Linked DNA regions of Danio rerio: region 2 is linked to region 1. The links are chromatin contacts, called in public Hi-C maps. All regions are on one chromosome and are shown on one strand. Each heading gives the region's core, a stretch centred on a gene start, on an enhancer-like site or on the middle of the called end of the contact. The rest is flanking DNA. Distances are from core to core; before and after follow the strand shown.

Region 1 (6,378 bases), core at 1,616-4,115:
CAGTTTTACGTTTGTCTTCAGTCATGCCGTAAAGCAGTTTAGTTTAACTTTACAGGGCATTTTTGTTAATTTATTTAATTCAAACATTATATTTTCTTATGATTACAATGGTCCTCATGTTTGTTATGTTGTAAAACTGCCATCAATTCATTTGATTATTAAAATTAGTGACTACTAGTTTGAGTCATAGAGTGCAATTATCAACCAAAACCAATCTGCACCGATTGATTAGAGAATGCCTACATTAAAGGGCACCTATTATGAAAATCATCTTTTAGAAGCTGTTTGGACAAAACTGTGTGTAGTTATTAGGCATGGGCCGGTAAGATTCTGACGGTATGATAACCTTAGATAAAAAAAAAATCACGGTTTCACAGTATCATGGTATTGGGATTACAGCTCTAAAATATATTCTTTTTAAATGTCTGTGTAAAAAAACAAAACCTTTTTCCCTTTTGAAAAAATATATTTTAATTTGGAAAACTTTTCAAATATTTTGGAACAGTAAACATGTCAGGCTAAATAATTCAAATGAATTATTGACTTCTGCTGTCTTAATTTGTTTCAGAAACACAGATTTGTTTTACAATTTAAAACGGCATCTTTGGATATCTTTACTGCTGGAGATACTGTTGTCCTAAAAAACAAAAGAAAAATGTAAATAAAAAAATTGTACACATATGTTAGAAACAACCTTACTCACACCTTATAACAGAAAATTATGACGGTTTTAAAACCTTGACTTTTCCAAAACACGACATACCTTGAACATGGTTATTGTCCCATGCCTAGTAGGTATAGTGTGTCCACAGTCATATTTGGGTAATATAAACCCATTAAGTCCCTTTATTTTAATTTCCTGATACTGATTCCCACCGTAAAGTGACGTAGGAGTGCCGTCTTCCCCACCTACCGAATTGATTGACAGCCGTGTATTAACATGTCTCTGTAGTAAATTAGTAGGAATTAGTGATTTTAGTGTCTTTACTTTATCACCACAGCTGCATGTCAGTACAAATAGAAAAGAAGATGCTTCAATCCCAGTTTGTGGACGTTACATCAGGTTAATTGTGTGCATTAACAGAACAGATATCCATACAGCAGTGGATATAAACATGTATCCTGTCATATTTGTCCAACAAAAACAGTGCAAATTTAAACACACACGCTGTCTGTGTGCGTGAACTTTTATAACAACATGTCTCCACAACAAATACATCAAATAATCATTGGGAAAATTCTTACTGTAGTATTTCTCATACTACATGAGATCTGCTACCTTCATGTCTGTCACTGTGCTGTTTATCTGACACAGCCAGAAATTGAGGCACACTTTGACAGGCATGTGGCAATGGTGGGTGGGGGAACTAGAATTAAAGGCACACGCAACAAAAACAGCTACATTTTTTGTGTTCAGAGCAAAAAATTCTAATATTCTAAAAAAGGAATAATAAATAATCTGATGGGTGTTTTGAGCTGAAACTTTACAGACACATTCTGGAGACACAAAAGACTTCTCTTAAATCTTGAAGAAGAGGTAAAATAGGTGTCCTTTAATTCAACTGTAATCTAAAAGACATTGTCAGTTTGGTTTATGCTATAGTAAAGTACAATGCACAACCAAAACGTAAACATCGTCCACAATCAAAAGTTAAAGTTTTTGTTGAGGATATGCTAGTGTAGGTAAATAAAAAAGTTCAATAATAGCGAACTTGAGTGTTGACAACTATGTCGGAGTCTCACAGGTTTTATTATGCTGATGTACAAGTGGGTTAGTACTGTCTGGGCTGTTGTAATCATTTGCTTCTGTTGATGAACTGATCAAATCTGCTCTCCAACAGGAACTTCAAAGCGCAGCTGCCCTTTTGCATGCTGCATACTGAGTGTGGGCAGCGACTAATGGATGTTCCCACTAATCAACCCTGCATGTCGCCAGGCCAGTTAGATGCACCCTCAAGATGTCCATAGAGTCCGTGATACACCGTCCTCATCATCCACCGCTCCATCTGTGTAATTGCTTCCTTGAGAGATTACATTCTCGCCAGCGACAGCACCAATTAGGCAGTCAGGAGGAAAATATGACAATAAGGCCCTACTTAGCACAGAAAAGTAGCATTCGGATACATATCAGCATAATCTTAATGAGTCAACAAACATGACATTTAGATGTGCTCTCGTGCAAATGTTTGAGTTGGATGTGGGAGATCATGTTTCATGACTGATATTCGTTGAACTAGTACGGGGAAAAAATCTGGCAAAGTTTCAGATTTTGGATTAAAGTTACAAGAATTCATGTGAGTAATTGAAGGTAGGGGGTTGACAAAAGGGGCTTTGGTTTGTCCTTTTAAGGAATGCCTCACGCCTATGATGTCAGGATCTCAATTGCATGGTCATCGCTGATGCAGACTACAAAGCCTTAAACCACACCTACACTGCGACATCCGATTGGATTTACGCACATGTTGCTATCATTTAACAATCAGACAGGAGAGAATCCCTGTCTCTGTGTCTTGTCTGATAGATAGTCCATCACAAAAGGATTTAACTCTGCAAGCAGAAACTGGAACTGAGCTCTTTTCTACAGATCTTCATCCTCAGCTCAGGTGAGTAAAATACCTGTAAAATTTTCTGGATTGCCTGTATTTTATACTACAGTTTTATTAAAATGTTTTAGTTTATCTTTCTTTCTAATCAATTTGACAAAGGTTTCATCAGCAAATGAAATGACAATGACAGCAGTTTTTTTATTATTATTATTTGAATTTCACCAAGTAAAATGTGGTATAATAAATGAATGATTTGATAAAAATGTGAAAAATTGCTTTAGTGTTCTGCATATTTTCTCCACAGAGTAATCTGTAAAGATGTACCGTGGACTTGTGTTACTGTTCTTGGTTTTGGTGCTGGAAACCCGATGGAGTGAGTCGAGCTGTCAGCAGTCAGAGTCTCAAAGATCAGTTTCAAGCGTAAGTGACAGATTATGAGCATCTCACAGCTGTAAATGTACAGGATTAGTACCCTGGTTTTAAAACAGAATCTTATTTATACGCACAGGAGAGTCCAAGTTTTCGGATGTCGACTCATAACTTGCTGAAGAGGTATAATGACATAGATTATGACAGTTTCGTCGGATTAATGGGGCGCAGAAACGCCGGTGAGTAAACTGATTTGTTCTTGTTGATGTTGTAATTTTGTGACAATTTCGCTTAATTTTCCTGTTGACGTGTCTTAAATGTGTGTGTGTGTGTTTTTTTTTTTTTTTTACAGAAACAGATGATATACCACCCCAACGTAAAAGTAAGATATTTTTGGTGTGTGTGCTCTCATATTGTCTGTTCAGGTAATAATACATGTTGTCTTCCAGGGGAAATGCACGATATCTTTGTTGGACTCATGGGTCGACGAAGCGCTGAACCTGGTAAACAGCTTTTCGCTTCATTTCACTGATGTTTGTGAAAGACAAAAGTGACTGTACCTTTAGATGACTGTTATGAACTTGATAGTTTGCCGTTTATATTTAAGCGAATAGTCATTTGGGGACGTCTTCAAATCCAACTTGGACCCAAAGCGGGTTTAGGAGTTTGATTCACAAACGACTCCTATGAGTCGATTCTTTGTGAGGAATCAAACACAAAGTTGCTTTAGGACAACTAACAAATAACTTTGAAAATTGATCATAAAGACACAAGAGAATTTAATTAATGCGGTACTTTGCATGATCTATCAGTGACTGAATCGATATCTGACTCACTTAGACTTGACGTTTTTATTACTTTCACTGAGGTACCGACTCGAAATTGATTACTTTTTTGTGTTAATATGCTATAGTGCGATTTAAACTAGTTCCGACTGTCTATATTTAAGGTGTAGTGAGAATAACACTTGCAAAGATTTTTTAAACTGAACATATTTGCCTATATTGTAGCCTAGTATTAATGCGAATGGTGTCGATCTATCAAGCTTCTCAAACTTACTGTTATTTGTGTTGTCAGAATCCGGACGTCAATGGAGGAAAGAGTACCCAGAACCAAGCGGAGGAATCTTCTTCAACAAATGCAAACTGAGGTGAGCGTCTGCGATTATTCAGCAAGGCTGTTCTGCCACCTGCAGGCTTTCTGAAGACGTTACAACAAATGTCATTTCCTATCTGTTACTAATTTGTGCTCCTCACAATTTTTACAGGTTTCGTCGTGGGTTATAGGCAAAAAAATATTTCATATCCACTGAATCGTCTGCACCACCCTGTCACGACAGCTTCTTTTCAATAAACTTCTTTGGAGCAACAACAAGAAGTCATAATCTATTTTACAAAAGTGATAGAGCAACAGCAATTTATACAAGATAAATCTAATAAACATGATTTCCTATGGTGTGATTTGTTTCATTGTACTGCAAATTATACATTTGATTACATCTTACAAGGCCAAATTGAAATCTCCATTTACATCCCATGCATTTCTATACATATTTATTCAAAGTTATTTTTGCTGTCTAATGTATAAAACATGAATTTTGTAAATAAAGATATTATCTAGGCTACCTGATCTTACGTTTTGACTTAATGTTCACAACAGACTCTCAATCAACCAAATAAAAATTGTGCAATCAGATACATTTGCCAAAGCACTGAGGATTTGACTCATGAAAAACTGTATACTGCCTTTTGTCTCATTGCTAAAAAACTAAAGCTCTTTGTCTATGAATTAATAGAACAAATTTAATAACACGTTCTATATTTGGATTAGAAGGCAAAAAACTATTTATTCCAACAGCAAGAGACATACAGAAGCAAACATGTATCCAAAGTGACTTGCAGTTACATTTATTACCAGCATACTGTAACAAGCCTTGATCAAGAGCAATACAGACGAAGTTTGATGTTTGATGATTATTGAACCTACATTATATAGTGCCCTCAACTAATATTGGCACACTTGGTAAATATGAAAAGACTTTTAAAAAATGTCTTTTCACGCCTTTGCTCAAAATATTAGGATGCTTAAGTTTGTTTTGGGTAAGAGCTTAAGCATTTTTTTTTAATTTATGCAATTATCCAGCAGTGATTACTGGAGATTTTCTTTTTTTTTTTTTTTTTTTTTGGCCATTAGGTCCATTATTTTACATTCAGTTAAGACAAAATGAACTTAAATCAAATAAGAAAATGCTTTGAAAAAATGTCAGCCTTTTTAATCCTTTGCTCAAAATATTAGGATGTTTAAGTTTGCTTTGGTTTAGAGCTCAAGGTTTTTTCTTCAAACATCTGCAATTATTCAGCAGTGATTAATGAAGATTTTTTGGCCATTTGAACCATCGTTCTACATTCAGTAAAGACCAAATTAACACTTGTCCTCTTCCAGGCTGATCCATAACATCTCCGTTTGGACTGATACCATTTTATCAAAACTGTTGCCCTGATAGTTAAAATGTCAGTGTTTCTACTTTCTTATACTTACTTCTCATTTTGTGTAGCTTAATAACCTTTTGTCACCTTATTTATGTTATGAAGAAGAACTGAGAGTTTGGTCAATGTGTTACCTCTCATCTACAGATCTCAAAAACAGGAAGTCATGAATAATTTCCTCTTCATGTTCACCTACACTGTTAAATGCGATTCGTTGATTTTACTTATCTTGATCTCACTTACCAAATGCCTTAAAGAGACTGTTCACCCAAAAATGAATATTTCATCATTTACACAGTTTACTTGTTTCAAACCCGTTATGAGTTTATTGCATCTGTTAAACACTAAAGAATATATTGGAAGAAATCTAAAAACATGTAACTATTGCCTTCCATAGTATTTGTTTTCCTCTGAAAGTCCATGGTTACAGGTTTTCAGCTTTCTTTAAAACATCTTCTTTGATGTTCAACAGAAGAAAGGAACTCTTAAAAGTTTATAACCACTTGAGATTAAGTAAATAGTGAGTAAATGTTAATTTTGGGGTGAACTATGCCTTTAAATCTAAGTAATTTAACTGTGAATAAATTTATAAAAATTAGGTATAATTTGTTGTTAATGTCAACTTTTTGTCAAGACAAGTTTTCAAGTCAACTTAAAAGTCACCTATTTTACCTCTTTTTCAAGATTTAAAAGAAGTCTTTTGTGTCTCCAGAATATGTCTGTAAAGTTTCAGCTTAAAACACCCATCAAATTATTTATTACTTTCAGAATATTGGAATTTTCTGCTACACAAAAATGTAGCCTGTGCCTTTGATGTTAGTTCTCCCCGCCCACCTTTCCCACATGCCTGTCATAATCTCTGCCTCAGATAAACAGCACAGTGACAGACATCTAGGAAGCAGATCTCACGCAACGTTTGTGAGAAATACTTCAGTAAGAACTTTCCTAATGGTTATTTGATGCATTTGTTGTAGAGT
Region 2 (5,904 bases), core at 2,468-4,967, 170 kb before region 1:
TTTATTCCAAAATTCTTGTTTGATCTTGTTTTGTGTTCAACAGAAGGAAGGAAAAATGTATAGTCTCTTGAGTGTAAGTTAATGGTGAGGATTTTTTCCTTTTTTTTGAGTAAACGATCCTTTTATAGAATAATTTTCGTGTGCAATAGCACTTCTGAAGCTGCAGAGGGCAGCAGAGCGCTTTCTGTCCTATCTGTTGGGTTCCAAAGTCAGGAGATTTTACCATAATGAAATGGACTGTAGAACAGGAGTCAAATCCCTGTCCTCTGAGTGTGTCGCAGTGCAGGTATATTCTGGCAGGGATTTTATGGTTGGATGTGGCAAGGGAAGGTGTTCTAGGCTCTCTTTTTTTCCTTCATATGGTTGCAGGGATATAGACAGATTATAGGCTTCACAGAACCTCTTGACTTACACTCCGGCTCTTGGCCTACTGTAAGATGGCCTCACATGGGCCTGTGATTAGTTTTTCTTGCAGCAAATCTGTTTTACTGCTTTATTTACCATTAAAATAGTTATGTTACAATAAATTAGATAAGGTTAATGTGCATTTTGACTTTTGGGAATGCAAATATTATGAATTATTATAGTTCATCACAATATAACTACTGTGGATCGTTTTTTCAGTGACTCTTCTTGCAGTTTCTAAGATTGCATGTGGTGATCTTTATACACTGAAAAACATATTCAGTGAATTAACTTAAAAATACATTAAATATAATTAAAATATATTAAATAGGTATTAAGTAAGCGGTTGCAAACAATTTATATGGTTTGAATTTAAACATTAATTTAGTAATGTTCTACTTAGGGTGGCACGGTGGCTCAGTGGTTAGTACTGTTGCCTCACAGCAAGCAGGTTGCTGGTTCAAAATGAACAATTTATTTTGTAACTAATTTATTTTGTAATTTTGAAATAATTCATTTGTAACTTTAATTTGTGGTGCAAAAGATAATACTGTAAGAGTATGTGTAAAATACAGTATATGTGATCTAAAATGTACTGTGAGTTACTTTATATTAAGCTCTTGTTTGCTGAACTTGGTAGCATCACTTCCTGCACTTTGTTATTTTGGTCAGATTATTAATAAAGCTGTTGATTCAGAAATAAATATGTTAAATATTACTTAAATTTGTTTGTTTGAATGATGTTATTCGTGTTTGCTTCAACTTTTTGGACTCGGGATGTCCATGTGCTGTCATCTCATAGAAATAGGATAACCAGCTTCTGGTGGTTGTCATGAAGATAATGTTACTAGTCTCAGATTAAATGTTTACAGACCACCCACAGACTGTAGACTGACTGCCTGATGCATATATTGGAAAGTCTTTTTGACTGTAAGACTGCAGGTTTTCTTTCTTTCTTTTCTTTCCATCTAAGTCACAATGTTAATGTACAATTAAAGGCAAAATTATTGGGCCCCTGTGAAATTGAAATTCTTTTTCAAATATTATTTCCCAAGCACTGTTACATAGAATAAAAAAAAAAAATTCAACACATTTTTAAACATAATAGTTTTAAAACATTTCTTATAATTAATTTCTTTAGTCTTTGCCATGATGACAGAATATAATATTTAAGTAGCTATATTGCAAGATACTAGTATTCAGCTCAAAGTGCAATTTAAAGACTTTAATACGATAATTAGGATGACTAAACATTAAGGTTGGTTAATTAAGCATGACACTGGACAACAGTCCAAAACATTTGGTATCACTTTATTTTGATGGTCTCTTAAACGCATTTTGTTGAATTTAATTTACATTGCATCTAAATGCCAAATAATTCTCAATAGATTATACGTAGACGATTAGGGTTGGGGTTAGTGCAAGTTGACATGTACTTGCAAGGTTTCTTACAGTCAGTTTAATGTCTATTGAAGGAGTATCAGCAGACATTAAGCAGACAGTCTACTAGTACTCAAATGAGAAAATCATTGGCATGTAGTTGCAGTGCAACTTTTAGCCAACAAAATGTGCAATAGGGACCATAAAAATATAGAGACTAATAATGATAAAAAAAAAAGCAATCTATGATGAGATTAGATGATTGCAATGTTTTTGGGAAATGCAACCCAGGGTAGATGCTGCATGGTCATCTGTTGTATTTATATTACCTTAGTTGTCATGTAATGGTCACTGTGTGTTTACACTTGTAGTTTGGTTCTCTTAAAATAAACTCATAAACATTAATTATTAAGTTTTATAATACAAAACAACTGCTAAAAACAAAACTATAAGTATTGTAACCTAAACTTTTGAGGCACTTTTAATAAACATTTGGTAAGCATTTTCTGATAAATACATTTTCATTATTGATATCCGCACCTTTTGGCGTTTGCTTTCCACTGCGCACGTGAGCTGGAAAAGTCCTACATATGCAAAGTGTTTATGCAGACATTTTAGTATCGTAAAAATTAATCAAACAATGTCGCTATCTCCCTACAATACTTTTGCATAACTCTATTTTTATTTTAAAATTAAGTCAATTAAAAGAACTTTTAAGCGATCACAAAGCTATTGTGTGAATATTAGAGAAAAAAGTTTTATATTGTACATGGCAGAATGTATTTCTGTAACATTTTTGTGAAAATTGTTGTGAAATGTTTAGCAAATAAAAGATCTTTTGATTTATGTTAAAGTATTTATGATTCTTTATTTTAAATGGAAAAGATGCATTACACTTATAGATTTTTTTTTACTGAAAATAAATTGACGCATTTTGAATATAGCAAAATGCCTTTAAATAGTTCTTGAAGGAACACATTTAACATTTCAAACCGGAAGTACAAATTTGCTTGAAATAACGCAAAAACAACCAATTTACACTTTTTAGTGAAATATAGGTGTCTTAATAGTGTTTTTAGCAGTGTGGGACACATATACGACTGTCAACAGCTCAAAAAATGTGTTTTGGTGTTTCGTGACCCTTTAAGGTACAGAGTGTCGTTTCACTGTAGTGGTACCTTCATGGATCAGATTTGTACCTTTGATGTAGGTACAATACTGTATCTGCAGGTTTTAAAAATCGAAGGTAAATTTCGGTTTCCCATGGTACAAATCATGTCCTTAAAGGTACAAACTGCAATGGTACAAATTTGTTTCTTTGTCAAATTCTGTTCCATAAAAAGGTACTGCCCTAGTGACAAGGGTTTGTGCAGTCTTTGGTACAACATTGTACCATTTTTCTGAGAGTGTACAGTAGAAAAGAGTCATTTACACAGTGCACACTTTCATCTAGCTGGATGTTGTAAACAAATATTCTCTTGAAGAATTCTTTTGATCTCTTGAAGACGACGGTTCAGGTAGAGCGCAGGATGTCTATTTTACTTTGGCTTTTTAGTAAAAATATTTTTAGTAAAATAAATAACTTGATATTCTCATCAAGTGTCGATTAATCTGTTTCCTACTTTCTCTTTTTTTATGCGATTTGTCTTTAATGCCTCTCAGTGTGCTTCAGTGGTGTCAGAGCTGTCAAACACATGCAGAGCTAATTGAGTTAATTGAGTAACAATTGTTGAGATGTGGGAGTTACTGTAGGGTGGCTTGTCAACTCTTCTTCACAACACTCTTATCTTTTCACACCTGTTTTTAATAGTCATTCTCCTCACGCTGTGACCGTACGCATCCGAGACTTCACACACACACATTCACACGGAGCCAAGGGGTGCAAGAGGATCCCCATACTTGGATTTCACCCTCTCATCATGACATCCATTAAAGTCCTGCTGGGTCCCAGTCCCTAGCGGGTAGACAGCACATTAGCGCTTGGACCATTGAGCTCAACAAGGCCCTGCTCTGAATTATTGATCTCAACACAACTAATGAGGAAACCCTATCCCCTCTTTTGATGAGACACACACACACACACACACAGAGACATACGCACGCACCGCAGTCACACTTCTGTTTAAGCTCTGTAATGTCGTCGAAACTGCCCACCCAGCCGTCAGTTGGTTTGCCAGGACTGGGGGGTCCATATAATCAACCTGTTAATCAGTGCATTGACGTTCACAGGCTCAAATGGCCTCGCTGAAAGGACCAGTGCTGCATTTCCCTTCGTAAGCATATGTAGATCGGAGAGAACATTGCAATCATCTAAACTGATCATATCATTAGTGGCAATGTTTTTGGGAAATGCAACGCAGGCGTAGATGAGTTAACATGCTGGTCTAATCTAGATGCCGCATGGTTATCTGTTGAATTTATATTACCTTAGTTGTAATGGTCACTGTGTGTTTACACTGGTAACACTTTACAATAACAGTACATGAATAATGATGTGTTAATATGTCAACTAAACATTACTTTATTATGAACTAATGATGAATTAATGCATGTGCTAACCGTGAACTAACTTTAACTACAACATAAGTTCATGTGTGAATAACAGCTACCTAAATTACTTGTTAGTACATGCTTGTTTGTTAATTAATGTATTAATACCACATTTATTTGTGCTTTATTTAACAATCATAAACTCATGACATGTTAATATATACAACTGAAGTCAGAATTATTAGCCCCTCTTTGCATTTTTCTTTCTTTTTAAAATATTTATCAAAGGATGTTTAACAGACCAAGGAAATTTTCACAGCATGTCTGATAATATTTTAAAGGAAATCTTATTTGTTTTATTTCAGCTAGAATAAAAGCAGTTTTAAATTTTTTAGAAACCATTTTAAGCTCAATATTGTTAGCTCCTTTAAGCTAGATTTTTTTCGATAGTCAACAGAACAAACCATCGTTATTCAATAACTTGCCTAATTACCCTAACCTGCCTAGTTAACCTAGTTAAGCCTTTAAATGTTACTGTAAGCTGTATAGAAGTGTCTTGAAAAATATCTAGTAAAATATTATTTACTGTCATCATGGCAAAGATAAAATAAATCAATTGTTAGAGATGAGTTATTAAAACTATTGTGTTTAGAAATGTGTTGAAAAAAATCTCTCTATTAAACAGAAATGGGGGGGGGGGGGGGATAAACAGAGGGGATGATAATTCAGGGGGGCTATTAATTCTGACTTTAAGTGTACGTGTATCATGCCTTTACTTAGAGGGGCACATCATCATTAACCCATTCTTAACTACTCATGAACTCTTTATCGATGTCTAACTAGTTCGTTTGCACTAAATAACAACAGAAAAGTGGGTAACACTTTAGATTAGGTCACAATTCATGCTATTAACTACTGGTTTATGACTTCCCTATTATTAAGATACTAACGGTTCATTATTAGTTTTAAAGTATGATCTTATTCTGCATCCCTAATACTACTCAAATCCTAAAACCAACTTCTACTGTACTAATTATTAACAAACAACTAATTAGTGGTTTATTAAGCCAGTAGAGTTAGTTAATGGTTTGTTAATACTGTGATTTGTGAGCTAAACTAAAGTTTTACCGAAAAAAGTGTACCGTCAACATCAAATGTTTAAACAAAACGAATAGTTAAGGATGAGTTCATGATGATTTGCCCCTTCAAGTAAAGTCATGACATAGTTATACATGAACAGCTCATGTGTTCATGTTGGTTACATTTAGCGTAAACTTAAATGTTAATTAATACATTTATTAACGTACTAACAAGAAATAAAGGTGGTCGTTATTTACACACAAACTCTTGTGAATCATGTTGTAGTTAGTTTATGATTAGCACATGCATTAACTCATCATTAATTCATGATATAAAGTCATGTTTAGTTTACATATTAATACATCCTCATTTATTTACTGTTATTGTGAAGTGTTACCTTTACACTTGTAGATCTGCGTGGGGAAAATTCCCTAACATGGGTCGGGAAAGTGTTTCTAAACTTTTATGATTTTCTTTCTTCTGTTGAACAATATAAGACATACTGAAGAATGTTGGAAACCAGCAGACATCGACATTCATAGTAAGAAC

What was found. Hi-C and Micro-C count contacts between places; a contact is called where the count stands out from the background.
Region 2: a contact with region 1 is called in a Hi-C map of embryo, with 1.8 times the contacts expected there. The contact joins the enhancer-like site here to the promoter of tac3a in region 1. A contact is called at or near these places in 4 of 18 Hi-C or Micro-C datasets (caudal fin, embryo and hematopoietic stem cells).

What each region holds. Positions count from the first base shown.
Region 1 is chr23:31,057,637-31,064,014 of GRCz12tu, reverse strand. It overlaps tac3a (tachykinin precursor 3a), which reads left to right and starts at 2,865. Exons shown (of 6, transcript NM_001256389.1): 1 at 2,865-2,966; 2 at 3,055-3,154; 3 at 3,268-3,297; 4 at 3,365-3,418; 5 at 3,993-4,065; 6 at 4,183-4,201. The coding sequence starts at 2,865. The coding sequence ends at 4,201. LOC141380504 (a long non-coding RNA gene) reads right to left here and starts at 4,057. Exons shown (of 4, transcript XR_012398570.1): 1 at 3,975-4,057.
Region 2 is chr23:31,230,569-31,236,472 of GRCz12tu, reverse strand. The region is part of intron 1 of znf385a (zinc finger protein 385A); the gene reads left to right. Among named protein-coding and RNA genes, the nearest start is that of znf385a, 15 kb to the left of the region's middle. Within about 2 kb of position 3,717, at least 4 of the 62 cell types and tissues checked have an H3K27ac peak or open chromatin away from gene starts, as enhancers often do.